7 separate regions of the Mus musculus genome follow, and regions 2, 3, 4, 5, 6 and 7 are each linked to region 1. A link is a contact called in public HiCAR-type and promoter capture Hi-C data. All regions are on one chromosome and are shown on one strand. The core of a region is the stretch at or near the end of the contact, and the rest is flanking DNA. Distances in the headings are between cores, read along the strand shown.

Region 1 (4,131 bases), core at 508-3,007:
AATGTCAATACTAGATGTTTAGTGTCAATTTATTAAAATTACCAGTGAAACCTGCCATTAGTTTTCAATGCATGAAACTTCAACTGGCTTGTGCTTATTTTGACCATGATCATATAAAAACAAGCACTTCAAGTGCAAATATCAAAGTTCTATTTCACTACTCAGTTTAGACAAAACCATTGATAATTTTAATACAGAAGTCACACTTGGCTTTCTTCACCCTAATATATTCCTACCAAATGTAGGAAAATCTTTTTGAGTCAATAAAAAATGTTCCTCAGAAAGTACCCTATAGTGAACCTAAAAAAGAAATGGAGCTTGCACAATCAGTGTGTTTTTTTTTTTTTTGTTACGTTTATGGCCACTAAAAACCAGACCGGGTTGAATTTTCACTGATTCAAAGCTAAACTAACCCTTTGCATGGCTAGTGCCAACACATACATATTTAGCAGCGACTCTTTTTAGAGGAATGAGGGTAACACTGTTGATACTGTTTTATGAGTACAAGATTACTAAACGTCTTCAACGGTTAAACAAAAAGCCAAACTTCATCCAGGGCATACATGCCTTTTGTTTTGTTTTTGTGTGTGTCCACGTGGGGGAGTACGTCTATAGCTGTGTATGGACTGAGCTTGAGGCAGAGTATCAGTGGGATGTCATTCTCAAAGGCTGTTCACCTTTTTTAACCTACCTTTATTTTCACCAGATATTATCAAACAGGAAAAAAAAATCTTATTAACATGCCTGATTTTACTTTTTGCGACAATGACTTACTGACTCTGGAGTCACTTTCAAATTTGTCTAGGCTGCTGGATAGAGAGCACCCTTTTCCCTCATCCTGTCTGCTCCTCTCAAGCACTACTATTAAAGGCCATTTAATCTTTAAATTAAAGGGGATTTGCTTGGCTTTTTATGTGGGTGCTGGGGAATTCCAGGCAAGCACTTCATAACCAAGCTATCTCAGGCCCTGAGCATATTTAAAGAAACTGTATTTCAATGCATAAAAATATAATCAATTAAAAGCCTCAAAAGCCAATGATAAACTTCAAGTGAGCATTTTTTTATCGCTAATGTCTTTTGCCCCCAATATTTTGTGTATGTTTTATGTTTCAAGCTTTACAGCTCAAATACTCATAATATCACTTCGTAAAACTGTGAACGGTAGTTTATGCCCCAGTACAAATTTCATTTTATTTTTGCAGAATTTTATCTTTCCTTAAATCCGAAGAAACATCTCTGAAATACCTGCTAGATTTGCAGGCTATCCTGGATCCTGACCAGGTGCCTTCTTGAAGCCACAGGGTTAAATATTGGACAATAGTTCTCTTTTCTAGGCACAAGAACCAGTTTCAGACCTAGGAGCGACAGCTCTAAACTGGGGGGCGGGGTGAGGGGACCTTGAGTCACCTCAGCCCGAGGACTCACAGACCTCTCTGCACAGACTCCCACAGACGCTTAGTGTCTGCAAAACCAAGACTCGGGGGTGGGCAATGAAAATCCCTACCTAGTTAGTGCCTGCTCCTATCACAGTTTCCATACAAAAAAAAAAAAATTAATTAAATTAAAAATGCGCCACACTACCTCAGACAGACACTCGCTGCGCCACTGCGGAAGGCGCCAAGCAACCCACTCAGCCCCCAACGCGGCCTCAGGGACCCGCCCACCGCCTGACAGATAGCCAATCACCTGCCTGCGCCTGAGACGGCGCAATGACGCCTACCGACGCACGCGTGATGACGGACGCGGCGTCACCGTCTCCAAGGAACGGTCTGGGGCACCGCTTTCAAAGTCGCAGGGCGGGCCGAGTGGACTCCGCGGCCGCTCCTGCTTTCCCGCGGCCCTGGCGTCGCCCCTCAGCCGGCGGGGACGCTGCCGCCCAGCCAGGCGCGTCGCAGGGTCATCCTCCCGCGCGGTCTGACGGGAACTCGGCGCCCTCCGGCCGCGCGCGGCTCCGCGGCCCTTCTCGTCCGGCCGGGTCCGGCCGAGCGCGGAACGGAGTCTGAGGCGCGTCGCCTGGGTTCCGCGGAGCGGCGGGCCGGGCTGCGCCGCCGCGTGAGTGGGATGCTGATGTCTCCGCGCCAGGGCTCGGCTGCCCCTGCGACCCCTTAGCTTTTTGTTTGCCCTCACAGCGGGAGGCTGCTTTTTTGTTGTTGTTCGATTGCTTGCTTGTTTGAGAAATACCTTCTTTCCCCCCTGCGAGGAATCGATAAACGTGATGAAAACTCCAAACTAAAATATCGAAATGGCCACAGAAATCGACTTACTGAGAGACCAAAGTAAGCGCGCTCTGTTCCCTGATGGAAAATTCATCTGTAAGGTGCAGTGTCGCTATCGTTGACCTACTAATGTGTTGTGAATGCTGGTCGGGTCCCAGCGTGAAAAATGTTAAAAACTTAAAAAGAAGTGCTCTGCACAAAATGCTTGGTGATGTACATGAGGCTATGTATGTACTTAACGAAGCTGAGACGCTAGTAAATACTTGTAGAATATTCCTTGAGCGTGCACTGGAGTCGGCCAGGCACGAAATAGATTTGTAATGCAATGCGTCTGTTGTGCTCGAAGAAACTGGAGGGCTGATGGCCAGGAAGAGTTTCCAAGCCTGCAGGTTAGGACCTCCAGGCATTGCTCAGGTCGTTAGTTTAAAAGATGTTGACCTATGTTTCATTACGTGCCAGGTGCTATACATGTAGCTGATGTAAGGAGATTCTTGTTCTCCAAGCATGTAGCTGGCAGAAGGAGATACATAAATACCAAAAATACACTGAAGCAGCAGCAACTGCCGACTCGTTTGCATCAGATTCCAAGTAGTTGATGGAATTATTGAGCAAACATTGAAATAGCATCTACTAACATGGAGCTAAACAAATATTGACTATTATGCGGTTATTAAACTACTTCCAGAGGAGATGCCATTTGGACAGAATCTTGACATACCACTATGTGTTTACTGATAAGAAAGGTTTAGGTGTCCAAATTATTGGCAACATTGAGGAATTGGTAGTAATGCTTTGTTTAAAAACAAGACAGTTGCCTTGAACACTACATAGAGGTTTATAGAGGAGTACAGTTCGTTAGCTGCAGTTGTAATCATAGGTAAGAAGGATACCTATAGGACCTAAGGAAGATGTAGAGATTGAAGGCTGAGAGATTTGAAAGAGAAAGAGAGAAACTCAGGTATTTTCTTGAGCTACAGAGAAGGTTGGGGAAACATGCTGAACTCTACATTGAGACCAGAAGTAAGGACATACTCTTTAGATTTGTTTCTGTACATATATTGCCTAGCTCTCACATTTTACAAGTTTGATCTTGGTCAAAATTCTTAGCTTCTCTGTGCCTATGGTTAATACATGTTAAATGCTCTGCTCCCCCACCCCCATACACACTATTTATAGTGTTGTGGGATATATGCATACATATGTATACGTTCCATGTGTGTGTGTGTTGACATTACAATAGCATTATTTCTTAAGCAAATGAGTAGGAAAAACCTCCCTCACTCTATAAAGATGGATAGATCACAATCTGAGTGATCATCGTAAATGAGTTTTGCTTGGTGGAGAGACACCTGAATTTTAGAAGATGAGTTTTAGAAGAATAAAGCAACTGTAATTCTTAAATAAAAATTGAGTCCCAAATCTGAGCAAGCCCAAGTAAGAGAATTTATTTTAATTGAAAACTGAATTGTAAGTCAGTAAAACACAAGGGAGAATGGAAGAAGAGATTCCCACATAGAAGCATCAGAGCTCAAGGGCTTGAAAGGTCAGGAAATGGAAGCATGGAATTTTAAGGTTTGTATGAAGAGCTAAGAATGAGTGTTAGGAATCTGTGAGCTTTTTCTGTTACTAGAACTTGTATGCTAGTTAAAGATGGGGGTTGTCCCACTAGCCATACCACCTACCACTGTTGAGATAAAGATGACTCTCCATCCTTCCATTTGCCTCTCATACTCTCTACTGATTGATTGATTGATTGTTCATTTGTTTTTTTCAAGCATTGTTTCTCTGTTTAACAGTTCCGAGTGTTCTGGAACTAGATTTTTAGACTACACTGGCCTTGAACACTGCTCCTTCTGCCTCAAGAATGTTGAGATTAAAGGCGTGTGCCACCATACCCAGCCTTCTACATTGACTA
Region 2 (4,131 bases), core at 815-3,314, 1.0 Mb after region 1:
CTTCTCTAAATGAAAAGTTTTACCAAATCGAAGTGATGGTCATTAATTAGTATAATGATCATAGGCTAAAAAGACTATTAATGGTATGTGAGATATCACAAGTGTATATACCTATTATGTAATATCAGATTCCTCACCCTAAGATCAAGATCAAAGAAGTGACTGGGGAACCGTTTTGTTTTGTTTTGTATTAATACTTGAAGATTTTAGAGCAGTCTTAGGTTTGGCTATGTTACAGTTTGTACTATCAGCCCTTAAAACCCCCTAAACAAATTTAAATGAAAGAACAAAAATAGCAAATATGGGCATTGATTATTTGTCTGAAGCAAAATAATCTCAAAAGTCCGCAGTAGTTTTCATCCACTGAATGTTACTCCTCAAACACATGAAACCCAACCCCAAATCTACAAAGTAAAAGTAAACAAAAAGGTACTTATTGTAACATCTGCAAAAATAAAATATGAGCAACCTGAAAGCAGAATATGGGATGGAATTAATGATTATACAAACACTAAAACAATGGAATAGAAATACCTTACATAGAGGTTAGTTAACATAACGTCAAGTTTTCTACTTTAGAAACAAATAGAAAACTACCTAAAAGTCTTATTTTTGGATAGAATTTTAATTTTTAATTTTGCCTCTTCATGTACCTATATTTCTAAGTTTAATAATTTTTCATAATATATACTTAATAAATTAATAAATCATGAGTAAATTATTGGTCCTGGAATTATGGTGGTTATGTGGCTAATGTTCACATTTGTTTATCTAGAATTTCAATAGAGATGTGATGGGTCAATCTAGAAAAAGAGGAGGCCTAAAACATTGCAGACTACATTTGGAAAGAAATCAAAGCATTCTGTATTCACTAAAGCTACTCTGAAACATACTGTCACATTCTTAAACTACTAGAACTATTTTAACCTCATCATTTAAAGATGGTTTTACACTGATCTTGGCTGAATTAGTTTAATTTAAAAATATAGTATGGATCATTCATCTTTCCAAAAAAAAAAAAAAACACATGAACAAAATTTTCCTCATCAAATTATAGGTGAACAAGAGTGTACAAAGAGTTTTTTCTTGTGCAAGTATTAGTTGTGTTCTTTGCCAACAAACTTTCCAGAAAGGAGAAAGAAGTGAACGTGTGGACACACGTTTCCATGACATAATGCTACATAGTCTTTCATCAAGAGTTCATAATGGAAACACTCCACAATCCTGTTTACACAGGATCGTTGCCTCTGACTCACCAACAATTCACTCTGTAGACACGCACTTTGGGTAGTAGCTTCTAACAACGGCAATTTCCACTAACTGAAAGATACTGCCAATGTACAGCTAAGATTCCCATTGTCCGAGTCTCATAGTGAATGCACCGTTAACCTAATCCCTCCGGAAACTGGTCAGATCATCTCAAATTCTCAAGGACACCACCTCATCTCTCCTTTCTATAAACACACAGACAGATAAATAAATAAATAAAGCCAATGACTTCTAGTGTTAGGAAAACTGCCCTTCGTTTTCTTAGGTGTGCAATAACCAGGGGTCACTTTTCTGAGAAAGCTGTCGCTCAGGAGATGGGGGAGGGAGGGCAGAATGCAGAGCTCTAGCCGACTTCCTAGTACAGGATAATCCCAGGTCACCCCTCTCTGGTTGCCTCAGACCTTTCTTCCCTGTCCAGGACGCCATGCCGAGGTGGCCCCCCCATGGCCTCCTGCAGCCCAACGCAGGGGCCCCAGGGTCAGGGATGTCTGCGGCAAGCAGAGATGAGGCGAGCCGAGCAGCCAGAGGGAAGCCCCTGCCCTCCTCGTCTGGCTGTAGACGCTGCACCTGTCACAGGGGGCGTCCCGGGCCCCACCCCAGGAAAGGGGGCGTGCGGCACTTACGGCGTGCACCTGTCGCTGTACTCGTTGGCGATGGTCTCGATGCCGCCGCTCCTCGCTACAGCGATGTAGCAGTTGAGGAAGCCGAGGTCAATGCCCACCACCGACATCCCGCTTAAGGCTCGGGCTGCGGAGACCGCGTCCCGCTGCGGGTCCCCACTGCGGGCGCTGCGACTCCTGCGAGAAGCAAAGGAGAGGACCCACTCTCTATCGGAAAATCTAGGGCAGGGCGTCGGAACTGCGGAGGTGGAGCCGCCCGCCTGAGCCGCGCCGCCTCCGCCCGGCCCGCCGCCTAGTCTCCACTGCGGTTCGCCGCCCCCAACCGGCAGTTACTGCGGTCTGCGCCTGCGCGCTCGGCCCCGGGAGGCGCGAGCCACCGGTCGGCTGAGGCTGGGCGGCCTCGCCCTCGGCCGCTCCCGTCAGCGCTCGGCAACGGCTCGCTGCGGAGTGGCAGGTTCGAGAAAGAGCTGGAAAGAGGGAGGGGAGGCCGCGGAGCCGCGGGGCAGGGCGGGGCGGGACGGGGCGGGGCAGCGGTCGGGCGACGCCTGGGGGGGGGGGGCGAAGCCGTCTCCCGGCAACGCCGGGGCAGCGGTGTCTCGCGGACGCTCTTCTAAGCGCCGCCCTCCTAGCAGCGCCTCCCTCCTCCGCGTTGCTCTCCGCAGCACCGCTCGCTCTGGCCGCCCGCATCCTCCCAGGGTCCCCGAGAGCCACAGCCTGGGATCTCACCGCCGGCCTCGCAGCCCCGAGGGGCCGCCCGCGTGCGGCTCGTGCTGAGGCTCCTCCTGCAGCCCCTCTGTGAGGTGGTGCCCATTGTGCGGTGCCAGGGTCGCCCGCTTCTCAGAGCTACCCTGCTGCGCCCGGTCCCAACCTGTCACCTTCCTCCATGAAAAAGTGGTTTTCTAGGCCCTGGCCTGCTTGCCCAGGGAGCTTCAGAGAAGAAGCCTGCCTTGTGAGGAGGCGTGCTGCCTGTGTGCACTTGAACAAGTTTTAGCTCATGCTTACGAAGTCTGGCGGTCCTGGTCCTTTCCATGCACATCCCAGTGTGAATTTGGCTCTTTTTTATCCAGCCCCTGTGTCCCACGTTCCTTAGGGTCCAGTTCTTCATGTATCTGTGGGCTCTTCTTATCTAGTTCTTCATGTACATTCTGACCCTTCTCGTCCAGTTCCTGTGTCTGGTGACCCTTCTCATCCAATTCCTTGTGTAATCCCTCTTCCAGCTCGTCCAAGTTTTTGTGTGCTTCCTGTTTCACCTTGGAATTTGACACGGAATTTTTATCCGCATATTCAGTACTCTCATAGTCCGTATTTGTGCTCCTTCTTAAGTTACTCAATCGCTTCACTATTAACACTGCTGTTAGGGCGGCAGCAGCAAGTGTGGCAATAGCCCCCGCTGTTGCTATAATGAATACAAAATACATTTTAGGAACTATACCAAGTCAACTGGGACGCCACTATTGTTCCAACTCTAGTGTCTCTAAAGAATCTTTTTTGACTTCAGAGTCTGCAGGGGGCATGCTCTGACCCACTCAGCACTTTCTTAGGAGACCACCTACCTTGGCTTCCCAGCAGGCTGTGCGCACACAGAGCAGGGATTGGATGCTTCTGGCCCCTCAGAACTCTGGGTCTCAGTGGCTTCCACTACTAAGTTGCCCCATTTAGCCATTATCCTAAGGGATAATGATCTGCCGCTGGCTAGATTTATTCCTGGATATCTTGAAGCTCTCCTAGGACCACGAATTTCATTTTATTTGTGTATGATGTTTTTGGAATCTCACGTGTAAAAATTTTTTTTCCTATTAAACCCTTAAAATATTAAGTAAAAAGAAGGCATTGATGCCAGGAACAAAGAGTTCTGATTCTTTACAGCTAACAGGAGGAAATGAGTACTTAGTAGTTAAAACAGGACAAGCACTTGGAAGTTACATGGATTCATGTAGTAACCCCAGGCATACATAACCTTTACTGCCTCTAGGACCTTTGGCAATTACTTTCCAAGCCGTGGGCTCAGTGTCTCTTAAGATAATATTACTCCCTGGACTGTTTTCAGGCTAAATGTAAACACAGCATTTATGCATGACATCAACATGTCAATATAACTATGCTTAGCTGCTATTGGAATATAAGGATAATGGTAATTTATATTGATCCTGTAGCTAGGAAACTTGCTGCACTCTATTGTAGATTCTGGTTCTTTTAGCTTATTGGACCCTCTCGGTTTCAAAACATATAGCCTGTGAAGGAC
Region 3 (4,131 bases), core at 475-2,974, 940 kb after region 1:
CAGACAAAAGCTCAAACAACAACCTATAATTGTAAGAAGTCTTTTTTTTTTAATATAGTCTTTGAAGTCAGTTTACTCCTATCTGTGCTCTGCCCTCGACCTAACAGAGTACATTCCCAGTATGTCCAGTGCATTTATGTGATAGCAGAGATTGGCCCTGGAGTTAGGATTTTCTTTTTCCCAACTCTTCAGAACTGGGATCACAGGCTGACCATAATGGTATTCTTGGACCGTTACAGCCACAAATGAGCATATTATTATTATAAATTGCTGACTTCTCATTACCTTAAGTATTCATAGCAACAAAATGTACTGGTCTCCTGAACCCTAGTAAAGTATAAAACTTCACTTAAGCAAGGTTAAGAGTCTCTTAAATGTCCTTAAATTCAGATGCTGTACTTAACAGCTGTCTTTTGGTTATGCAATGTATTATGCAATTATTACAAATGCACACATTTGGCAGGGTGGCAAGGTGCAGTCTTTAGCAGATAATGAGTGGGACATTTTAAATAGCATGCCTTCATTGCTCTCTAGTACCTTGCAAAAATACTGAAGAAACAATAACTAATACATTCTTACCATTTTGATTGCAACTTCCAAACCAGTGTGTATGGACTCAGCTCTGTAGACACCAGCAAATGATCCTTTACCGAGTAGATTTCCAACCTTAAAGTCCTTTTAAAAAAAAAATTAAGGATTACACGTGAGGAATCGCAGATCTAGAAAGTAAGAAAGTTGGGTAGGGGATGGGATGTGAAATGGGCCAAAGAGAAAAGGAGACATGGTTCAAGCAGCTGCCACACCTCGATGATGCAGGTGTCTGGGGTGGAAGGCATCTTGACGCTCTGAGAGATTTTCTGAGCTCCCTCCCTGATGGAGGCTAAGGACTCTAATGAGCTGGTTAGCTCGGGTCCCTCCTCTGGCCCACCAGGTTCCCGCCGCAGCTCCCGCCACGGTAACCGCCATCCCCGGGGAGGGGGCAAGCGGAGCGCGGCTTTGGAGGCGGGAGTGCGGACCCGACGCCAAGGGACCAGGACCGGGCGGGGCCCGCAGCTGGAGACACACCTGCGGGGTACAAGGCGCTCCCCTCCGGGCGGGGCTCCAGGGGGCGGGTCGCTTCGCCTGTCCCTCGGCGATCAGCCCCGCCACCGCCACCGCGCCTGCCCGCCTCATCCCCGCTTTACTAGTGTCACTGAGCACCAGTGAGCGCCTGAGCCAGACTGGGCCTCAGCCTCAGCCCGCTAACCCGTCTGGTCTCCCGTGTGTTTGTGCCGAGCCACAATGGACCTCCCCTCAGCACTGCGCTCGGTTCACCTCAGCTCACTGGGTCCCGGAATACCAGAGTCCGCCTCCATCGGACCTTCCCTCAGCTCCGCGCCCGCCGGCCTCACCTCGATCCTCTCCCCGATGCACGCCGCCATGTTCCCGAGCCGCCGGCGCCCGGGGCTCGGCCTTCTCGCAGTCCCTCCGAGGCAGCGCTCCGAGAAGCCAGCAGGTCTTGGCGCCCATCAGGACGCCTTCTCTACGCCGCCGCTGGCGACGCCGCCAACGCCACCGAAAGGTACCCCCGGTACCTCCCGAGGCCTGGGCGGCGCCCCGGAGCTCCCATTTTGAAAAATTCCCGCCGGTCTCCGAACGAGCCAGCCTGGCGGTGACGTCAGCACACTCTCCACTTCTTAGAGGCGGAGACCGACACGCATGCGCAGCAGGGGCTTTCCCTCGCTCTAGGCCGGAAGTGGGTTTTAAGTTTGACGGAAAGCGGTCAGTGTACGACTGACCGTAGCGCGGACGCTAATAATAGGTTACGTTTTGACCTGAAGGATAATAGGGCTTTGGCTTCCCGCAGAAAGTCTTTTAAATAAGTGTGTAGGTTTGGCCTAAAGAGAACTAGGGGGAAAAGTCCATTACTTTCCTTAGAACAGCCCCGAACCCGCCAGCCCACCATGTACACCGTTGTGCCATTTTCCTTTTTTACAGCTATTAATGTGTGGTGCTTTAAGATGAACTGTATAGGGAAAACACCGACTCTAAAGTAAAAAAAGCCTGGGGATGTACCTAAGTGGTAAAATGCTTTCCAAGCGTGGACATGTCCTTGGGTTCTAGTTTCTTCTTTCCCAGCAACCCGCTGCCCGGACAGATATTAAAGGTTGGACACAGCGACGCACTGGGGTTGAGTCAGTCCATTCTTGGACTCTAAGGAGTTCCAGGCTAACCTGGGCTACCAATCTTACAAATTTATTTTGAGCCATATGTGAGTGACCTAGGCTAAGTCATTTTCCTCTAAAAATGTTTTGAAGAAAGAGTAGTGGTATGGATCTTTACATTAGTTGCTAGTAAATAATCCGACAGGGGTTTGCTTTTTAGCCTAATTGTTTTGAGATTTTTTAATCAGATGCAAAAAGATCCAAAGTAGTGACTTGTTTTCTGAAGATCCTCAATAGTGTGTTCTCTCTGTGTCTGTGTTTTATCTCAACTCCTAATAGTGTTCCAATCCAGGTCTAGATTGCTATCCCCAAATGCCAGTGATTCCAGGACAAGAAGTGAGGCAAGGAAAGATTCATTTGGAAAGACAGCAAATCAGAGATGATGGCACCTGGGTGGTCAGGGGGTCTATCAACAAAGATGAGTCGTCTTAGTGGGGGCCTGTGTCTCCAAGGGCAATTTATAGTTAGGAATAAGAGGAATAGGCTAGCGGGCACTTTTAAAAGGTTCTATGCTGAGTGAGGTCCTCATTTAGGACCTTTTTGTCTTTGGCTGCAGTATCCTTGAGACAATTAAGGCCAACCTCCACACATATTTAAATGAACACGTTATCCTGCAAGCAAGGCATCACTTCACAAGTTTCATGCTTTTCAGACACTGTGCACATCTCAGGGGTAGGAGATACCGACATAGTGAGTGAGACCTAGCTGCTGTGGGAGAGAGCCATATTTGCCTATCAGTACTCAATGCTGTCAGCTAGCCTCCTGTTATCCACGTCCAGGGGCTCTGATGCCACCTTCTGGCTCCTATCGACATAGCACTCATGTACACAAACCTATACTCACATAAACTCACGTTATAAAAATAAAATCTACAAACAAAAAAGCTGATCTCATGTACAGAACTTTCTCAAAGCTGTTTGAAAACAAAGCACCGTGCCTGCCGGATGGAGCTTGTGTGAAGATACTTTATAATGAACACGTAATTTACGTACACACAGGAATGATTGCACATCAAAAACAAAAACCTGCAATTTAATGGATTCATTTGTAGTTTAAGGAATGTTTACATTCATAGAAGCACTCTCAATTTTCAACATGATTTAACATTCTAGAATTCTAATTTCAAGCACACTGGCATATTAGAATTTCCCTTGCAGTGTCTTAATAGGCAAATAAGATTATTATGACTCAGGGTCATGCTATGCACCTCAGGCTGGCCTTGAATTCCAGAGCTAGATTTTAGATGTGTGCTACCCGATCTAGTTTCATAGATGATTTAGACTGTTGCTTAAAAGTCTTGCAGATGTCTTTGGTATTCCTGGGCTTTATTTTGTGGCCTCAGAGTTTTTGTAAATATTTCACATGTATTTAAAGTTTATCAGAGCCCATTAATAGTCTGTTGATATAAATCCATGCCCTCGTTACTTTTTGTTGCTTTATATATTTGCCTTGTGTTATCACTTCATTGTCAGCTGCAGTCTATGTTCTCAGACCTGTGTCAGAGCTCATATATATTTCTAATGAATTCTCTATAATCAAAGAATACCCTCTTTATGCTCTAAAGTTTTAATTTATACTACTCATATTTACAGAAACATTTTTTTAACCTGTAGAATCATTTTTTCTTAGCCTTTCACTTACCTTTTTGTATGTTCTTAGCATAACTTTTTCTCTACTACATCTTTTTTTTTTTTGGATCTTCTATAAGCCACAAATACTCTTCAAACTGGCAAATATGATGTCATTAAAGTAGCTATCAGTGTTTAGGTTTTTATTTACTTACTAAGACAAGGTCTCTGTAGACCTGACTTTGTACTTACTTGCAATGGACACCCTCCCTCTGTTTCACTAGTACTCACCTGGCTACTAGACTTTTTAATGTGATTTCAATGTTTTCTTCTTTTAGCAATGGATTACAATTTAGTTT
Region 4 (4,131 bases), core at 914-3,413, 900 kb after region 1:
TAGGAAAATAAGTGGGAGGGATGTAACTATTCTAAAAAATCATTGAAGAAAACCCAACAAGGGGTTGGATGTATAGCTCAGTTGATAACTTTCCCGTTAAACACTTGAAAGGTTTAGTGGAATTCCTAGCATCACCAAAAGAGAAAAGGGGGTAGAGTGGGGGGACAAATACCTAAGTCCCCAATTTTTGAGTAATACATTCAGAGAGGTTTAGTCTCTTCAACTTTGACTCTTTTTTCTTGGTGGACTATTTAAAAAATATAAAACAAAACAATACAAACAAAAACCACTGTTTGTCCTCCCCCATGTTGCTTTGATTGCTACCTTTGATATGTTTCTGAGTTTATTTAGACTTTAGGAGTTGTCTGTGTCCTCACTGAATGTGTTTTTGTTGTCTGAATTCATCACTTGGAGACAGTAATGGAAAGACCTGAGTTTCCCCACTTAGCTGTGTGACCTTGAGTGAGCCACCTCAACTGGAAAGTAGAAAACTATACTTGGCCTAATACAGAGCAACAAATTATTTCATTTAAATAAACACTAAATACTTGCTTTGCTATTAGGAAATATGAGAAAATATTCTTGATATTCTGTTTACAGGAAACCTGGTGGTAAACAGCACAGGTTTTGTTGTTAGAGGAGTCCTGTTTCTTGAATTCAAGCTACTGTTGGTTAGCTCTGTAGCCCTCTGCCATCTTCCTATTCTCTCTGCCTTTCACTTCTTTGTCTACTTGAGTCAATCTCTCTCCTCTTTAGAAAACCATTGTAGGGATGAAATGAGGACCCGAATAAGAATAAAATTTCTTTCAACATATACCAAATTGTACTTGATGGAATGCTAGTTAAATTTTTCTTCCTCTATTACATATGAGTCACAAATTGTGCAACTGTCCAGGGATTAGAAATGACAACCATAACACAGGAAGAATATTGAGGTTAAAAAAAAGGACTTTATTTTCTACCCATCTGTAGTCTTGGAACCAATAACGAGAATCTCCTTGTTTCTGTTACTATAGATAAATGTGCAGGACTGAATACAATGAAGTATCTAATAATCAGGATTGGATTCAAAGATAATTAACAGAAGACATTTCAAGTTTAACAGTTCTCTAGTAGGGTATGCCTGATTGGCTGCACATGAGATGATCACAAATGAAAGATCAAAGGAGAGGAGATGGGAATACCACACAACAGAGAGCTCCTGAGGCAGGACAAACGCTAAGCGTTCAAGGAGTTCAAGAATTGAGACTGGGCCCCAACTCTGAGAGATTCCGGGTAACTTATCTCGACCTCCGGTCTTGATCAGATAGATAAGTATCTGCTTTACCCGTGTCCTAGGAGAGATGTGATCCAATGAAATCACATGACAATCTTATCTATAGTTAAGAAAACATTACTTTAGGAGACACACGATGACTTCTAGCAGCAATTAGCTGACAAGTCCAATGGCAGGGACAGAGACTAGGAAGTCAACAGTATCTGAGTCTGTTGAGTGTTTATGTTCCTGGTGCTGAAAGCAGCGGGTTGGAGCTAAGCAGGCTTTGCCTAGGGGCTGGTTTTTTGCAAAGTTGAGGTTCTGGGGCCCGGAACCAGCGAGGTTGTAGCCTCCTCAGACCCGACCTTCAGTCCCCTCAAGTGAGGAGCCGGCGGGGGCATCAGTGTCTGGCTGCCATCAGCCGCGACTTCCAAGTCTCTCAGGAGCGGAGTCAGGGGTATAACAGCGGCTGCCTACCATCAGCCTCATCCTCAGTCCCTTTCAGGTGAGGCGCTGATGGCCAGCAGGGTTGGGTCACAGGGGTCCCCAACGCCCTCTGTCGGACAGGACACTGCTGCCTTCATGCCGCCTTGCACGTAAGCAGATGACAGAGGCTGTTACTTACAGGCCGCTCGCCGAGGCACACCTGAAGGGGAACTCGCCAAGCCTCTGGCCACCACCGCTCTCCACGCTTAAGGCACCGGACTTTCGCCTCAGCTCGGACAGCAGAGAGCTGAATCTGCTCAGGTACAAAACAGCAGGCGAGCTGCCAGCCAGCCTGACAGGGAGGACGTCCTCGGGGCGGGGCGTGGCGTCCGCGGGACACGCCCCCAGAGGCCGGCTCTGGCCTTGCTCCACCTCTTCCGGCCTTCTCTCTGTTTGCCACCACCGCCTCCTGCAGGGCCCACACACTTCACATTTCCCTTCGGCTGCCGGTCCGCTTCCGGCCTCACGGCGCGCAAGCGCACTCGTAGGAGTGTTTTGACAGCTCCGGGCCTGGAGAAGGAGCAGGTGTCGCGAGAGTGGGCAGCGCGCCGCCTAGCGAGAGCTGGAATTATGGCGAACCTGGGAAGTGAGGCCGAGCGGGAGCCCCTCTTGGGCCCGGGATCACCCGGAAGCAGGTGAGCAGGCGGGTGGGACTAGCTGGGAACAGTGAGTCCACTGTCCGGACCCGAAACCCGGCTGCACATGCGCATGCCCAGCAACGCCTTCGGAGCCGCTTAGGACAGGCTCCGGGATAATGGCGTGTACTTGGGAATAGAGGAGAATCTTGGTGCTTGGAGAACTTGTGTACCTAGAAAGCTGGGCAGGGGGATGCTTCACAAAGGTCACAGCAGTTTCACATTGTAGCCCTTGTGCTGTGTGTCTTAAGCATCTGCCTGAATCCTGTTATGGTAATTCCTTCTTGCTTGAGAGCTTCTTTTTCTTCACTATTTTTCCTTTGTTTTGTATGAAGAAACCTAAGCTGCCTCCTTTACAGCAGACACTGCATTCTGTTGACCCTGTGTAGCTGTCCACTGTCACAAAAGCCCCAAATGGTGGTTTTAACCGACACTCAAGAGCTAAACTTGAGTTAGACTTTTCCTAACCTGCCTAATAACGTCTTCATATTTTGCAAATAAACCCACTTAAAATGACTCACATTTGCTCAGTATCACATGTCCAAAATAAAGACACCTTTAAGCGTTTCATTAGTATTTTCATCCTTGTAATTCTCATTTTGATCCTAATTTATGAGCACTAATTTAGAAAAGTTGGGCTTGTCTTACTGTAGCAATATGTATTCTTACTTTTACGAAGCAATAAGTATTATTTCATCGAGTCTTTTATTTGAAGCGCAGTGTGTGTTTTATTAGGTTCATTTTTTGAGGGGGAACGGGTGGCACATGCATCATGCTTTGTACAGAGGCCAGAGGATGGATTACAATTTTATGTTTCTTGATTTTTATCTTGAGGTGATTAAAATAAGTAGCAGTGTTGACATTTGTTTTAAAAGAGCTGCATCCCCCAGGCCTGTTGAGACCTTCGAAGCTGTTGGCTTCTGCCCTGCTTTTTGCTGTGCCGCAATCCTTTTGGAGTTCTTACAGCTCTATAGTTGCCCTGCGTATTCCACGCCTAGAAGAGGCCATCCCTCTTCTCCCTTTTGAAATCTGTCAGCAACCCTCATTTATGTTACCTGCAACTCCTGCCAACAACTTTTTTTCTTCCAGGCTTGTTATTTGCCGGGACCCTGAAGTTATTTTTACTTACTGTAATTTTGTGCTTCTGATGTACAGGCTCTGCCAGGCTAGAGCTCCCTGTTAGTCACGTGCATAGGGCTGTGGCATTTCCATTTCCTAGCCTTCTTTGTGCTGCTTGCTTTTCTTTTGTTGTATTTCATGTCTGGCCTGTGTTTTCCAGAAAGAGTGTGGGATCCTTGAGTTATATATGTACAGCTAACCACAGAAATATGATTTTGATTGAAATAAGCTTAAACACATTTTCTCTTACTTTTCTCTCCCTTTTAAATAAGTGATTGTGTTAGGCTTCATCTATAGGTGAAGATGGACAGATGTTCCTGTCCATGAAGAGTTCATTAGATTGAACTCTATGTTCTGTGTTTAGCATTTTAAAAATTAAAAGGAAATATGTATGCTGTTTTTAAAATCATAAGTTGATTCCCTAGCTATGACTAACTGCAGGGTTTGCTCACTTGTACTTTACTGTACAAAGTTCAGTATAGTAAGCCAGCAACCCTTATCAAACAAGATTGACTAATCAGGATTTATTGATGTAATTGGATTAGATCCTTCTTCTTTTCTTGAGTGTCTAGTGCTCTCAACTGACTTCCTTTATGAATTCTATTTAAGAGAACAGAGGCCGACCACTTTTTCTGT
Region 5 (4,131 bases), core at 939-3,438, 850 kb after region 1:
CTCTCTCTCTCTCTCTCTCCCTGTTTCTTTCTCTCTCACACATACACACACACACACACCAGCTATCCTTAGGCTACTGATTTAATTGCTTTTATACTGAAGAAGAGTAGGAAAATAAGTAGGAAATATGTAACTATTCTAAAAAATCATTGACGAAAACCCAACATGGGGTTGGATGTATAGCTCAGTTGATAACTTTCCTGTTAAGCACTTGAAAGGCTTAGTTGAATCCCTAGCATTACCAAAAGAGAAAAGGGGGTAGAGTGGGGGGACAAATAGCCAACAAGTCCCCAATTTTTGGGTAATACATTTGGAAAGGTTTAATCTCTTCAACTTTGGCTCTTTTTTCTTGGTGTACTATTTAAAAACAAACAAAAATATAAAACAAAACAAAACAAACAAAAACCACTGTTGTCCTCCCCCATGTTGCTTTGATTGCTACCTTTGATATGTTTCTGAATTTATTTAGACTTTAGGACTTGTCTGTGTACTCACCAAATATGTTTTTGTTGTCTGAAGTCATCACTTGGAGACAGTAATGGAAAGACCCGAGTTTCCCCACTTAGCTGTGTGACCTTGAGTGAGCCACCTCAACTGGAAAGTAGAAAACTATACTTGGCCTAATACAGAGCAACAAATTATTTCATTTAAATAAACACTAAATACTTGCTTTGCTTTTCATATTAGGAAATATGAGAAGATATTCTTGATATTCTGTTTACAGGAAACCTGGTGGTAAACAGCACAGGTTTTGTTGTCAGAGGAGTCCTGTTTCTTGAATTCAAGCTACTGTTGGTTAGCTCTGTAGCCCTCCGCCATCTTCCTATTCTCTCTGCCTTTCACTTCTTTGTCTACTTGAGTCAATCTCTCTCCTCTTTAGAAAACCATTGTAGGGATGAAAGAGGGCCTGAATAAGAATAAGATTTCTTTCAACATACACCACATTCTACTTGATGGAATGCTAGTTAAAATTTTCTTCCTCTATTATATAAGAGTCTCAAATTGTGTCACTGTCCAGGGATTAGAAATGACAACCATAACATAGGAAGAATATCGAGGTTAAAAAAAGGACTTTATTTTCTACCCATCTTTAGTCTTGGAACCAATAACGAGAATCTCCTTGTTTCTGTTACTATAGATATATGTGCAGGACTGAATACAATGAAGTATCTAATAATCAGGATTGGATTCAAAGATAATTAACAGAAGACATTTCAAGTTTAACAGTTCTCTAGTAGAATATGCCTGATTGGCTGCACATGAGATGATCACAAATGAAAGATCAAAGGAGAGCAGATGGGAATACCACACAACAGAGAGCTCCTGAGGCAGGACAAATGCTAAGCGCTCAAGGAGTTCAAGAATTGAGACTGGGTCCCAACTCTGAGAGATTCCAGGTAACTTATCTCGACCTCAGGTCTTGATCAGATAGATAAGTATCTGCTTTACCCGTGTCCTAGGAGAGATGTGATCCAATGAAATCACATGACAATCTTATCTAGAGTTAAGAAAACATTACTTTAGGAGACACACGATGACTTCTAGCAGCAATTAGCTGACAAGTCCAATGGCAGGGACAGAGACTAGGAAGTCAACAGTATCTGAGTCTGTTGAGTGTTTATGTTCCTGGTGCTGAAAGCAGCGGGTTGGAGCTAAGCAGGCTTTGCCTAGGGGCTGGCTTTTTGCAAAGTTAAGGTTCTGGGGCCCGGAACCAGCGAGGTTGTAGCCTCCTCAGACCCGACCTTCAGTCCCCTCAAGTGAGGAGCCGGTGGGGGCATCAGTGTCTGGCTGCCATCAGCCGCGACCCCCAAGTCTCTTAGGAGCGGAGTCAGGGGTATAACAGCGGCTGCCTACCATCAGCCTCATCCTCAGTCCCTTTCAGGTGAGGCGCTGATGGCCAGCAGGGTTGGGCCACAGGGGTCCCCAACGCCCTCCCTCGAACCAGGGAACCGCTGCCTTCCTGTCGCCTTGCACGTACGCAGACGACAGAGGCTGTTACTTACAGGCCGCTCGCCGAGGCACACCTGAAGGGGAACTCGCCAAGCCTCTGGCCACCACCGCTCTCCACGCTTAAGGCACCGGACTTTCGCCTCAGCTCGGACAGCAGAGAGCTGAATCTGCTCAGGTACAAAACAGCAGGCGAGCTGCCAGCCAGCCTGACAGGGAGGACGTCCTCGGGGCGGGGCGTGGCGTCCGCGGGACACGCCCCCAGAGGCCGGCTCTGGCCTTGCTCCACCTCTTCCGGCCTGCTCTCTGTTTGCCACCACCGCCTCCTGCAGGGCCCACACGCTTCACACTTCCCTTAGGCTGCCGGTCCGCTTCCGGCCTCGCGGCGCGCACGCGCACTCATAGGAGTGTTTTGACAGCTCCGGGCCTGGAGAAGGAGCAGGTGTCGCGAGAGTGGGCAGCGCGCCGCCTAGCGAGAGCTGGAATTATGGCGAACCTGGGAAGTGAGGCTGAGCGGGAGCCCCTCTTGGGCCCGGGATCACCGGAAAGCAGGTGAGCAGGCGGGTGGGACTAGCTGGGAACAGTGAGTCCACTGTCCGGACCCGAAACCCGGCTGCACATGCGCATGCCCAGCAACGCCTTCGGAGCTGCTTAGGACAGGCTCCGGGATAATCGCGTGTACTTGGGAATAGAGGAGAATCTTGGTGCTTGGAGAACTTGTGTACCTAACAAAGCTGGGCAGGGGGATGCTTCACAAAGGTCACAGCAGTTTCACATTGTAGCCCTTGTGCTGTGTGTCTTAAGCATCTGCCTGAATCCTGTTATGGTAATTCCTTCCTCCTTGAGAATTTCTTTTTCTTCACTATTTTTCCTGTTTTGTATGAAAAAACCTAAGCTGCCTCTTTTACAGCAGACACTGCATTCTGTTGACCCTGTGTAGCTGTCCACTGTCACAAAAGCCCCAAATGGTGGTTTTAACCGACACTCAAGAGCTAAACTTGAGTTAGACTTTTCCTAACCTAATAACTTCTTCATATTTTGCAAATAAACCCACTTAAAATGACTCACACTTTGCTCAGTATCACAGGTCCAAAATAAACACACCTTTAAGCGTTTCATTAGTATTTTCATCCTTGTAATTCTCATTTTGATCCTTATTCATGAGCACTAATTTAGAAAAGTTGGGCTTGTCTTACTGTAGCAATATGTATTTTTACCTTTACGAAGCAGTAAGTATTATTTCATCGAGTCTTTTGTTTGAAGCGCAGTGTGTGTTTTATTAGGTTCATCTTTTGAGGGGGAACAGGTGGCACATGCATCATGGTTTGTACAGAGGCCAGAGGATGGATTACAATTTTATGTTTCTTGATTTTATCTTGAGGTGATTAAAATGAGTAGCAGTGTTGACATTTGTTTTAAAAGAGCTGCATCCCCCAGGCCTGTTGAGACCTTCGAAGCTGTTGGCTTCTGCCCTGCTTTTTGCTGTGCAGCCATCCTTTTGGAGTTCTTAAGCTCTGTAGTTGTCCTGCCTATTCCACGCCTAGAAGAGACCATCCCTCTTCTCCCTTTTGAAATCTGTCAGCAACCCTCATTTATGTTACCTGCAACTCCTGCCAACAACTTTTTTTCTTCCAGGCTTGTTATTTGCCGGGACCCTGAAGTTATTTTTACTTACTGTAATTTTGTGCTTCTGATGTACAGGCTCTGCCAGGCTAGAGCTCCCTGTTAGTCACATGCATAGGGCTGTGGCATTTCCATTTCCTAGCCTTCTTTGTGCTGCTTGCTTTTCTTCTGTTGTATTTCATGTCAGGCCTGTGTTTTCCAGAAAGAGCGTGGGATCCTTGAGTCATAGATGTACAGCTAACCATAGAAATATGATTTTGATTGAAATAAGCTTAAACACATTTTCTCTTACTTTTCTCTCCCTTTTAAATAAGTGATTGTGTTAGGCTTCATCTATAGGTGAAGATGGACAGATGTTCCTGTCCATGAAGAGTTCATTAGATTGAACTCTATGTTCTGTGTTTAGCATTTTAAAAATTAAAAGGAAACATTTTCAGAACAATTCAACAAGTATTCTGTTTTTAAAATCATAAGTTGATTCCCTAGTTATGACTAACTGCAGGGTTTGCTCACTTGTACTTTACTGTACAAAGTTCAGTATAGTAAGCCAGCAGCCCTTAT
Region 6 (4,131 bases), core at 723-3,222, 640 kb after region 1:
CCACTGGAGAGACTCCAGAACTCCCCATGATTTAGCTGCCCATCGAGAACCAGCAATAAGGCACAGCTTCCCTGAGCGTGTTCTGAGAACTCAATAGCAGGCATTCAAAGCACTTAGAACCCGTTGCACAGGAATTTCCATTAATGCTGATAAGCTTCTTACTATTGTGTAATAAAATAACTACTTACATCTTTCAGTTCAGTGGAAGGATATGTAATTCAGCCTTGCAGCCTACCTCAGAGAGGTGTCTCAAAGCAGGATTTCATGCAAATGTGCTCTGGAGAACAGGTCTTTGCTCTGAGCATATTCCATCACAGGTCGTAAGCAGAAGGGTTGGCAGATCTCCCCCCAAGCCTCATCAAAGTTCTGCTACTAACAATTCCAAGTTTCATTTAGTATACGGGGTAATTAATAGGTGGGAGGAGGGGTCAAGAGAGTCACTGTCTTATGCTGTTGCTGAAAACCTCTAGGAGAGCCAAACCAAAGAGTAGCTAAATATGCCACTTAGGCGGGGGAGACAGCTCACTCAGTAAGGCAAGTACAAGCTCCTGAGTTTGATATCCAGAACCCACATTAGAAAACCAGGTCGGGGCATGGGGGCAAGGCGCTGGAGAGAAGGCTCCGTGTTTAAGAATGTTTGCTGCTCTTCCAGAGGACCTGAGCTTGATTTCCAGCACTCACGCTGGGTGGCTCACAACTGCTCCAACCCCATCTCAGTAGGAATCCAATGCTTCTGGTCTCTTCAAGCACCTGCACTCATTGTGCACATACCCCCAACCTATGCAAGCACGCGCGCGCACACACACACACACACACACACTATTAAAAATAAGTTTGGGGGGGATCATTCTCTCTACATAGCCCTGGCTGTCCTGGAATTCACTATGTAGACCAGGCTGGACTAAAGAATGCATTTTTTTAAAAAAAGGTAAGTGTGGTAGCACATGCTTACAATCCCAATACTGTGGAGGCAAAGACAGGCATATCCCTGGGACTCACTGACTAGCCTGCCGAGCCAAGTCAGGGATCTTCAGATTCAGTGAGAGATCCCATCTCAAATAGAAATGAATGAATGGTAGGCAGTATGTGAGGAATGAAGTTGGTCTCTAACCTCCACATACATGTGTATCACACACACATGAATACACATATACATGCCTGTGGTGGTTTGACTAGAAATGGCCCCTATAGACTTGTGTGTTTGAATGCTTGACCATAAGGAGTGACACTATTAGGAGGTGTGACCTTGTTGGAGTAGGTGTGGCCTTGTTGGAAGAAATGTGTCACTGTGGGGGATGGGCTTTGAGCTCTCCTATGCTCAAGCTATGTCCAATGTGGACCCTTTTGCTGCTTCTAGATCCAGATGTAGAACTCTCAGCTCCTTCTCCAGCACCATGCCTGCCTGGATGCTACCATGCTTCCCGCCATGATGATAATGAACTAAACCTCTGAAACTGTAAGCCAGCCTCAATTCAATGTTGTCCTTTATGAGTTGCCTTGGTCATGGTATCTCTTCACAGCAATGAAACCCTAACTAAGACCTTGACCAAATAAATAAATAATCTCCTTAATGAATATCTAAGCTTTGTTTCTAGACTCCTAGAGAAGGAGCCAGTGCTTGCTCTGTCATTCACTAGCATTCAGTACAAGATTTTTATTTCTTAGAGCAAAATCTCTTAATGCGGGGACAGCCTGGTGAGTAGACTTAGACATTTGTGGCATGGTAAGACAAGACTTTTAACTTTCAACCAATAAAAAATGAAGTACCACTCTTTCTTCCACTCAAGCCCAAGCAAGCTTTCACCTTTACCCACAGAGATAAGAGCCTGCATCAAAGGTCCATCGGTCGATGGATGAAAAGGTCTGGAATAAGGAAAATCCACGGCACCCGACTGAGCTGCACAGTGTCTGCTCTGCTCCGGGACAGACTCCCTCCTCTGCTGGGGTGGATCCTGCATTGGCAGGTGATTCTATTGGTCTCTTGACAACTCACCCGACAGAGAGTGGCCAGGCAGTGCCCTGCTGGAGAGACAAAGGGCAGGGAGAAAGAGATTCCTATTTCCTTGGCTTTCTTGGCTGAATGCCATATCAACACAATTCCAAGAGCAGCCAACTTCGGTAACACTGTGAACCCTGGCCCTAGTGGTGTGATTCAAGAGCCCTACGGCCCAGATTACTACTTGGTCTCCTCTAAAAGTGCCTGGAAGCTTACACTTTCTTCGATTCTTTCTTTCTACCAGCTTCCTAAAGCCAACAAACCTAGATGAGAGTCACTGAGTTATGTCTATTGTTTCTTGGATTGGCCGAGATTAAAAGGGAACGACTTTTTGTGTGTGTGTGAAGGGCTATTAATATCCACCAGCTCTCCAACACATGGTGACCATCTAGTGTCTTGCAGCTTAGTGTGGAAATCCTTGACTTGAGGTGGTAAATTATAGCCCCTTCATCACCAGCACTACCAAGAAAAAGCAGCTGCTTGATACCATGGTGCCCAAGTTCTGAAATCATGAACTGAAACTGGTAAAAGTCAGCAAATTACAGCTAGTGGGTAGCTACTGGGAAACACTAGCACTAGGATGCACACAGGCATCCTAGCCCCTTCCCACACACTCACATGCCTGGCCAAGAAGAGAAATTCTACCAAGCCATAGAATTTTCCATGAAGTTTTATTGTACTTTTCCTTCATCATTGTTTTAATATGCCTGTGATAAACTAGCATTTGCTAATGCGTGACCTGCTATTCCCTCATGACTATTTGTTTAAAAAAGTATTGCTTAAGGACAATTGGGTCAGTTTACTAACACTTTTACTCATGAAGATGTTATCATCGGACACAATCATTTGTCAGAAACTTTCATTCACAGAAATAATAAATTACAATTTCAGAAAAAAAATGATGTGTATTAACTGTTTTGGGATAGGGTCTCTTGCATCTCAAGCTGAATGTGAATTCAGTATGTATCCATGGATAACCTTGAGTTTCTGAGAGTCCTGCATCTGTCTTCCAAGTTTTGGGTAAGATTCCAATGTGTATTACCACCCCTCATTTATAAGGTACTTGAAGACTGAATCCAGCACCTTGTATGTTCTAGGCAAGCACTCAACCAACGCAATCACATCCCCAACCCAAGCTGTCCTTCTTTTTATGTAAACTTTACCCCTGAGGATTTTCTTACAGTAACAGAAAGCTAACACAGCACATGGAAATACTTAACTAAAAATACTAAGTCGGGGTGGGGGAGACCTAAGCATTTCAAGAACTACATAAGTAATAATTTACATTTATGTAAATTAACACTCATGCCTCAATAAAACTTTAGGATCTTTATTCTTTTAAAAGCTCTTATTTTGAGACAATTTCAAACTATGAAAATGTTGATGTATTCCCAGCATGGAAAAATACTTTATGGCATATAAAAAAATAAATGACTATTAAAGTAGCAGCAGGAATTTTGGAAAATGTAAAATATGCCATATAAGTCTCTGAAATAAAGGGAGAGGAAGGTTGCAGTTGAGGGTCTTAAAAACCAAGATGGACAGGTGAGGCCAGCTCCCTGGGCACATCCTAGGGGTGGCTTCAGGCTCTGCCATTTTGTTTACACCTGGACTGAAGCCAGGGCTTCTGGAAATTGGCCCCTTCTCCCCAAGATAGCAGGGCACTTGGACAGAAATGCACAGTTGGAACGACCTTATGGATCTTTTACATTTTTTGATAAGTGAGAATCATAAATGCCTGACTGCTGGCTTAGGGGACTTATCACCAAGAGGTCATGAGGCTCTTGTTAAGAGAGTGGATATGATATCAGAGGGCTGGACTCCAGCCCCGTGACTGTGAGGACAGTCAGGATTAAGCAACAGAAATGGCAGAGAAAAGTAGAGACAGAGATCCCCTAAAGACATAATGACAGAGCCTCACTGCTCTGTAGTCCTGTACTGGACAGACAGATGCTGTTGCCTGCAGATCCTCCAACAGCCATGGAGGCTGAGCTCATGCTATCTTATGCTACATTTTCCTGTGTGACACAGCTCACTAAAGGATACCTACTTCCGGGGCCTTAAAACAAACAACAATGAAGGGTCTCAGGTACCCAAGAGCATTCTCAAACTCACTATGTAGCAGAGAATGGCCT
Region 7 (4,131 bases), core at 980-3,479, 620 kb after region 1:
CTGTTAGAGCTGTCAATCAGGCTAGCCTCCCTGTTAGAGCTGTCAATCAGGCTAGCCTCCCTGTTAGAGCTGTCAATCAGACTAGCCTCCCTGTTAGAGCTGTCAGTCAGGTTAGTCTCCCTTTTAGAGCTGTCAGTCAGACTAGCCTCCATGCTAAAGCTGTCAGTCAGTCAGGTTAGCCTCCCTGCTAGAGCTGTCAGTCAGACTAGCCTCCCTGCTAGAGCTATCAATCAGGCTAGCCTCCTGGTTAGAGTAGTCAATCACAGAAGCAAAGAATTCTTTCTTAAATTCACATAGGGCAAGCGTTCTTCCCTTTCAACCAAAAGGAATGTAATCAATACACTGACTACAATCCATAACTGCCAATTTGTTTCTAAGATTTTCTCTAAGAATGTATAGAGAGGCCACCCTAACCAAGAGTAAGCCTTGTCAACAAAAGCATTTTGTAAGGGGTTATCTTAGCTAGTTTTAACCACTCCGAACCACTAAATCTTGAGTTTAATTAAGTTGTGTCTTCCACTATAGCCACTTTTAGTGAAAAGACTTCCTGTGATTCTTCATTTCAGTACTTCATAAAAAGACTGTTGAGAACAATCACTCAGCCTTTGTAACAGGAACTATAAACATCTGTCCACATAGTGCAGCTAATGTGAATACTCATCTATCAATTGCAAATGTTGTCATTCCTTTGCAAAAATTTAAATTCCAGACTCACTAGGGGATCATGGTTTTGAAACACTGGCTTAATTCAGCCACCAAAACAGCCCCTTTTTGTCCTGATCCTCTTCCTTGCACTGTCCCTGTCACAGTAGGAGAGAACTGAGGAAGCAGGGTCCTTATTCATACCCATAGGCTTGTTTACAGCCTCTATCTGCTGTCTCCAAATCCCCTTTCAAAGACCACAGCCTTATTAATAACATCGCTAAAGAGGCCTTACCAGGCTTTCCTAGTACTCCAGACAATTTTTAGCCCCGTGGCTCTTCCCAATTTAAAAACAAAATGAATCTCGCAAACAGAATTGAAATGTCAAATTTTACTACCATCTGGATTTGAAGACTGCAAAGAAAACTCGGTTCGGGGTGTTTTATTTTTGTAGCCAGAGTGAATGTATTACAGTACATTTGTTTTCAGACCATTTACCTCTCAATGTCTTTGCATGTCACTCCGGGGGAATAAGGTACTGAAGTGAAAAAGAAGAAGCCATCCAGAAAATTCCAAGAAGAACCTATAACGTTCAGTCGTTCCAGCCAAAATAATGAAGGTTCATCTTCATCGTCATCACGAGGATAAACCTGATGTGTTCACTGACTAAATTTAGAGCCATGAATGTGGATTAACAACTCGGTTCAGCTCCTCTGAGGGGTTACAATCCGATACATGAAGAGACATAAAGGATATAGGAGCAGCTTAACAAAGCCTTTATGTCTCTTCATCCATTTAAAGCGTGAGGCAGCTATGGTGCCTCCAGGGTAGGAGAAAGAATAGCAGTGTCTGAGATCAATTAGGTGAGATGAACCTGTCACAGGAGAGCGATGGTGAGCCATGAGCTGAAGTCATTCTTATCATGCATGCACAACAAGACCTCACCTTCGGCAGGAGCCCCGAAACTGGAACATATAAAAATATCAATTCTCTTAAGAGCAGCAAAGGGGGCAGTCAAAGGCTACGCACAAAACTTGAAAGACATGGAGACTTAAACCCCGAAAAGCTTTAAGTTTTTTAGGAGCACTGCAGGAGTCAAAGATGGGACCTGTAGCACAAAAATAATGCTTACACTGGATTTTGGCAATCTGCTTCATTTCCTCCCACTCCACGCACCCTTATATGTGGGGAGCTAGTCATGGTGAAATAAATGGGTGGAAGAGATGACCCAGGTCCCACCAGAGCTCCGGGAGGACACGGAAGACTGTCGCGGGCTCCCACAGAGTCTCCACAGGATGGGCGTCCGGCCCGGTTAAGCCTCTGAACCCCCGGTCCGGGAAGTGGGGAAGGCTCAGTCTCAGCTCTGACTCTCAGGCACCACAGACCGCTGGGTACCACAGGAGAGTTAGCGCTGGGATCACTGGGCTTCATGGAGGAAGAGCTGAGAACAAAATGGGGACCCCCCAGGGGCAGCTCCGTCATCCCCGGGGCCGAAGGGAAGGGAGAAGGGGCACAGTGGAAGGAGCTGGGTGGTTTCTGGGCAAGCGAGAGTCTGGCTAGCTCAGACTGGTAGCTCAGCAGGTGGCTTGGGTTGCCTGGTGGCCATGGCTAGAGTGCAGGGAGGCCTTCCCCAGCGGGAGGTTAGATGCCTGGCAGCTCCTTAGAGAGAAACCTGCTCCATTGCTCTAGCCCAGCAGATCCTGGTGAGAAGAGAATGCTCCTATTGTTGCGGACTGCCTATCCACAGAACTTTTTGCATCTTCTGAAAGGGCCACTATGCAGCAACTGAGGAGTGCTTCCCCTTTTCCTCTCTCCTCAGCTCCTAAAAAGACCAATTTTTCTTTATGTATGAATCTGACAATCCTAGGTACCTCATGGAGATAGAACAGTACAATATTTGCCATTTGTATCTGGATTGTCTCACTCAGCGTACCAGATGGCCTCATGTAGTAGCATGTGTCAAAACTTTGCATCTTTGTAAAGCTGAATAGTTCATATATGCATGGATACACACACACACACACACACACACACACACACACACACACACAGAGCCAGCATATTTTGTGTATCTGTTCCCTTATTTGTGTGCACTGGGCTTTGATCCCACCCACTAGCTATTGTGAATGAGGCTGCTGTGGATGTAGGTTCGTTATCCGTTTGAGGCTTTGCTTTCAGTTCTTTTGGAAACAGCTAAACGTGGCATTTCCGGAGCAGAGTCTATCTTTAATTTGGGGGAACAACAGACAGCTTTTCTTGGGCTGTGCAGTTTTGCATTCCTCCCAACAAAGCTAGAAGTTTGTAATTTCTCTGTATCCTCACCGACACATGTTATTTTCTGGCTTTTGAAACAACCAGCCTCCCAATAAGCAGGAACTTTATCTTATTGTGGGTTTGATATTCATTCCCTGAGTTTATTGCCCATTTATGTATCTTCTTTGCAGAAATGTTTACCCAGGACTTTGCCCCTGTTGAAATTTATTTTATATTATAGAGTTTTAGGAATATTTTTTACAAGTCTGGAGACTACTCCCTTTTCAGATATATGACCTGTGTGGCTGCTCATTGTTATTGCCAAATCCTCTGGGACTGGATTTGAAGCAACCTAGGAAACCAACCTCTTAGCGTGTCAATAAACGCTCTCTCAGAGGGGAGACCCAGGCTGAATGTGAACAGTACCGTCCCGTGACCAGGATCCTGGACTGAATAAAAGAAGAAAGCAATGAAGCTTACCTCTGCTTCCTGACTGCAGATGCTATGTGACCAGCCACCTCACACTCCTGTCACCAACACCACTACTACCCCACCACCGCCTGCCTGGCATGATGGGCTGTATCTCTTCTTAACCCAGGAGCCAACTAAACCCTTTCTTCATGGAGTTGTTTTTGACAAATATTTTATCACAGCATTGAGAAAATCCATTCCATGATTTTCTTCTCTTACCCTGTTGATAATGGCCTTTGGTGTGGATATAGATTTTAAAATATCAGGCATACTAAAGTACCAGGCACAGTGTGATACTGGAGAGAAGTTTAGGAAACCTCCTGTCTACTGAGAGTATGAGGGCTGTCTCATCCATTCATTTCCTTGACAGTTGCTCCTCTGTGCTCCAGTGAGCAATAGTGAACAGAACACACAAGTCCCTAGCCCCGAGGAGCTCCCATTGCAATGGCAGTCATGCAGTAACATCTAGTTGACAGATAAAAAGATAAGGCAGAATCTAGGAGGGACCCAATAGTGGAATATAAAGTAGAAGAATGACAAAGCGGGGACGGGTCTCTCTAGGGACAAGAAATGGTCTGCCTGAATGTCCTGATGAGATGAGGATGTGATGCTAAGGAAAAGAATGAAGGCACCAATACCAGGGCAGGGAGTTCAGCAAGACTAGTGTGTGGTGGCCACACACTAGGAGCCTGGTTGACTGCCAAGAACAGTGGGAGAAGAAGCCCCTTTCTTTTGGCAACAACAGCATAAATTTTTTTGTTTCAA

Evidence for each region. Promoter capture Hi-C pulls out the DNA fragments that hold promoters and counts their contacts. HiCAR-type assays count read pairs that join an accessible place to other places. Capture Hi-C pulls out chosen DNA fragments and counts their contacts.
Region 2: a promoter capture Hi-C map of pre-B cells shows a contact between it and region 1, with 7 times the contacts expected there. The contact joins the promoter of Hspa4l here to the promoter of Sclt1 in region 1. A contact is called at or near these places in 4 of 39 promoter capture datasets (embryonic stem cells, liver, neutrophils and 1 more), 2 of 484 Hi-C or Micro-C datasets (CD4 T cells and muscle stem cells) and 2 of 9 other capture datasets (adipose tissue and liver).
Region 3: a promoter capture Hi-C map of pre-B cells shows a contact between it and region 1. The contact joins the promoter of Plk4 here to the promoter of Sclt1 in region 1. A contact is called at or near these places in 7 of 39 promoter capture datasets (the 3T3-L1 cell line, the C10 cell line, cranial neural crest and 4 more), 7 of 484 Hi-C or Micro-C datasets (CD4 T cells, CD8 T cells, LSK cells and 4 more), 8 of 115 datasets of contacts at active chromatin or transcription factors (astrocytes, bone marrow-derived macrophages, embryonic stem cells and 5 more) and 2 of 9 other capture datasets (adipose tissue and liver).
Region 4: a contact with region 1 is called in a promoter capture Hi-C map of adipose tissue, with 7 times the contacts expected there. The contact joins the promoter of Mfsd8 here to the promoter of Sclt1 in region 1. A contact is called at or near these places in 3 of 39 promoter capture datasets (embryonic stem cells, liver and pre-B cells), 3 of 115 datasets of contacts at active chromatin or transcription factors (astrocytes, extraembryonic endoderm stem cells and pancreatic cancer cells) and 3 of 9 other capture datasets (adipose tissue, liver and macrophages).
Region 5: a contact with region 1 is called in a promoter capture Hi-C map of adipose tissue, with 5 times the contacts expected there. The contact joins the promoter of Abhd18 here to the promoter of Sclt1 in region 1. A contact is called at or near these places in 4 of 39 promoter capture datasets (embryonic stem cells, frontonasal cranial neural crest, hippocampal neurons and 1 more), 4 of 115 datasets of contacts at active chromatin or transcription factors (astrocytes, cardiomyocytes, epiblast stem cells and 1 more) and 2 of 9 other capture datasets (adipose tissue and liver).
Region 6: a contact with region 1 is called in a promoter capture Hi-C map of liver, with 2.0 times the contacts expected there. The contact joins the enhancer-like site here to the promoter of Sclt1 in region 1. A contact is called at or near these places in 5 of 39 promoter capture datasets (the 3T3-L1 cell line, hematopoietic stem and progenitor cells, liver and 1 more), 1 of 484 Hi-C or Micro-C datasets (hematopoietic stem and progenitor cells) and 2 of 9 other capture datasets (adipose tissue and liver).
Region 7: a contact with region 1 is called in a HiCAR-type map of astrocytes, with 2.5 times the contacts expected there. The contact joins the enhancer-like site here to the promoter of Sclt1 in region 1. A contact is called at or near these places in 2 of 39 promoter capture datasets (embryonic stem cells and hippocampal neurons), 2 of 115 datasets of contacts at active chromatin or transcription factors (astrocytes and pancreatic cancer cells) and 3 of 9 other capture datasets (embryonic stem cells, liver and macrophages).

Annotation. Positions count from the first base shown.
Region 1 is chr3:41,740,140-41,744,270 of GRCm38.p6, reverse strand. Sclt1 (sodium channel and clathrin linker 1) reads left to right here and starts at 1,757. Exons shown (of 21, transcript NM_001081411.1): 1 at 1,757-2,276. The coding sequence starts at 2,243. D3Ertd751e (DNA segment, Chr 3, ERATO Doi 751, expressed) reads right to left here and starts at 1,653. Exons shown (of 6, transcript NM_001099785.1): 1 at 1,582-1,653.
Region 2 is chr3:40,743,546-40,747,676 of GRCm38.p6, reverse strand. It overlaps Hspa4l (heat shock protein 4 like), which reads right to left and starts at 2,064. Exons shown (of 19, transcript NM_011020.3): 1 at 1,893-2,064. The coding sequence starts at 1,999.
Region 3 is chr3:40,797,544-40,801,674 of GRCm38.p6, reverse strand. Plk4 (polo like kinase 4) reads right to left here and starts at 1,724. Exons shown (of 16, transcript NM_011495.2): 1 at 1,392-1,724; 2 at 580-675. The coding sequence starts at 1,421.
Region 4 is chr3:40,844,886-40,849,016 of GRCm38.p6, reverse strand. Mfsd8 (major facilitator superfamily domain containing 8) reads left to right here and starts at 2,163. Exons shown (of 12, transcript NM_028140.5): 1 at 2,163-2,376. The coding sequence starts at 2,312. It also overlaps the pseudogene Gm2011.
Region 5 is chr3:40,892,316-40,896,446 of GRCm38.p6, reverse strand. It overlaps Abhd18 (abhydrolase domain containing 18), which reads right to left and starts at 2,188. Exons shown (of 13, transcript NM_026622.4): 1 at 2,004-2,188. 6430590A07Rik (RIKEN cDNA 6430590A07 gene) reads left to right here and starts at 2,343. Exons shown (of 3, transcript NR_166482.1): 1 at 2,343-2,499.
Region 6 is chr3:41,100,007-41,104,137 of GRCm38.p6, reverse strand. No RefSeq gene overlaps it. Among named protein-coding and RNA genes, the nearest start is that of Pgrmc2, 19 kb to the right of the region's middle. Within about 2 kb of position 1,972, at least 14 of the 459 cell types and tissues checked have an H3K27ac peak or open chromatin away from gene starts, as enhancers often do. A contact at or near this core is called in adipose tissue and liver, where this site is marked.
Region 7 is chr3:41,121,994-41,126,124 of GRCm38.p6, reverse strand. No RefSeq gene overlaps it. Among named protein-coding and RNA genes, the nearest start is that of Pgrmc2, 41 kb to the right of the region's middle. Within about 2 kb of position 2,229, at least 20 of the 459 cell types and tissues checked have an H3K27ac peak or open chromatin away from gene starts, as enhancers often do. A contact at or near this core is called in astrocytes, where this site is marked.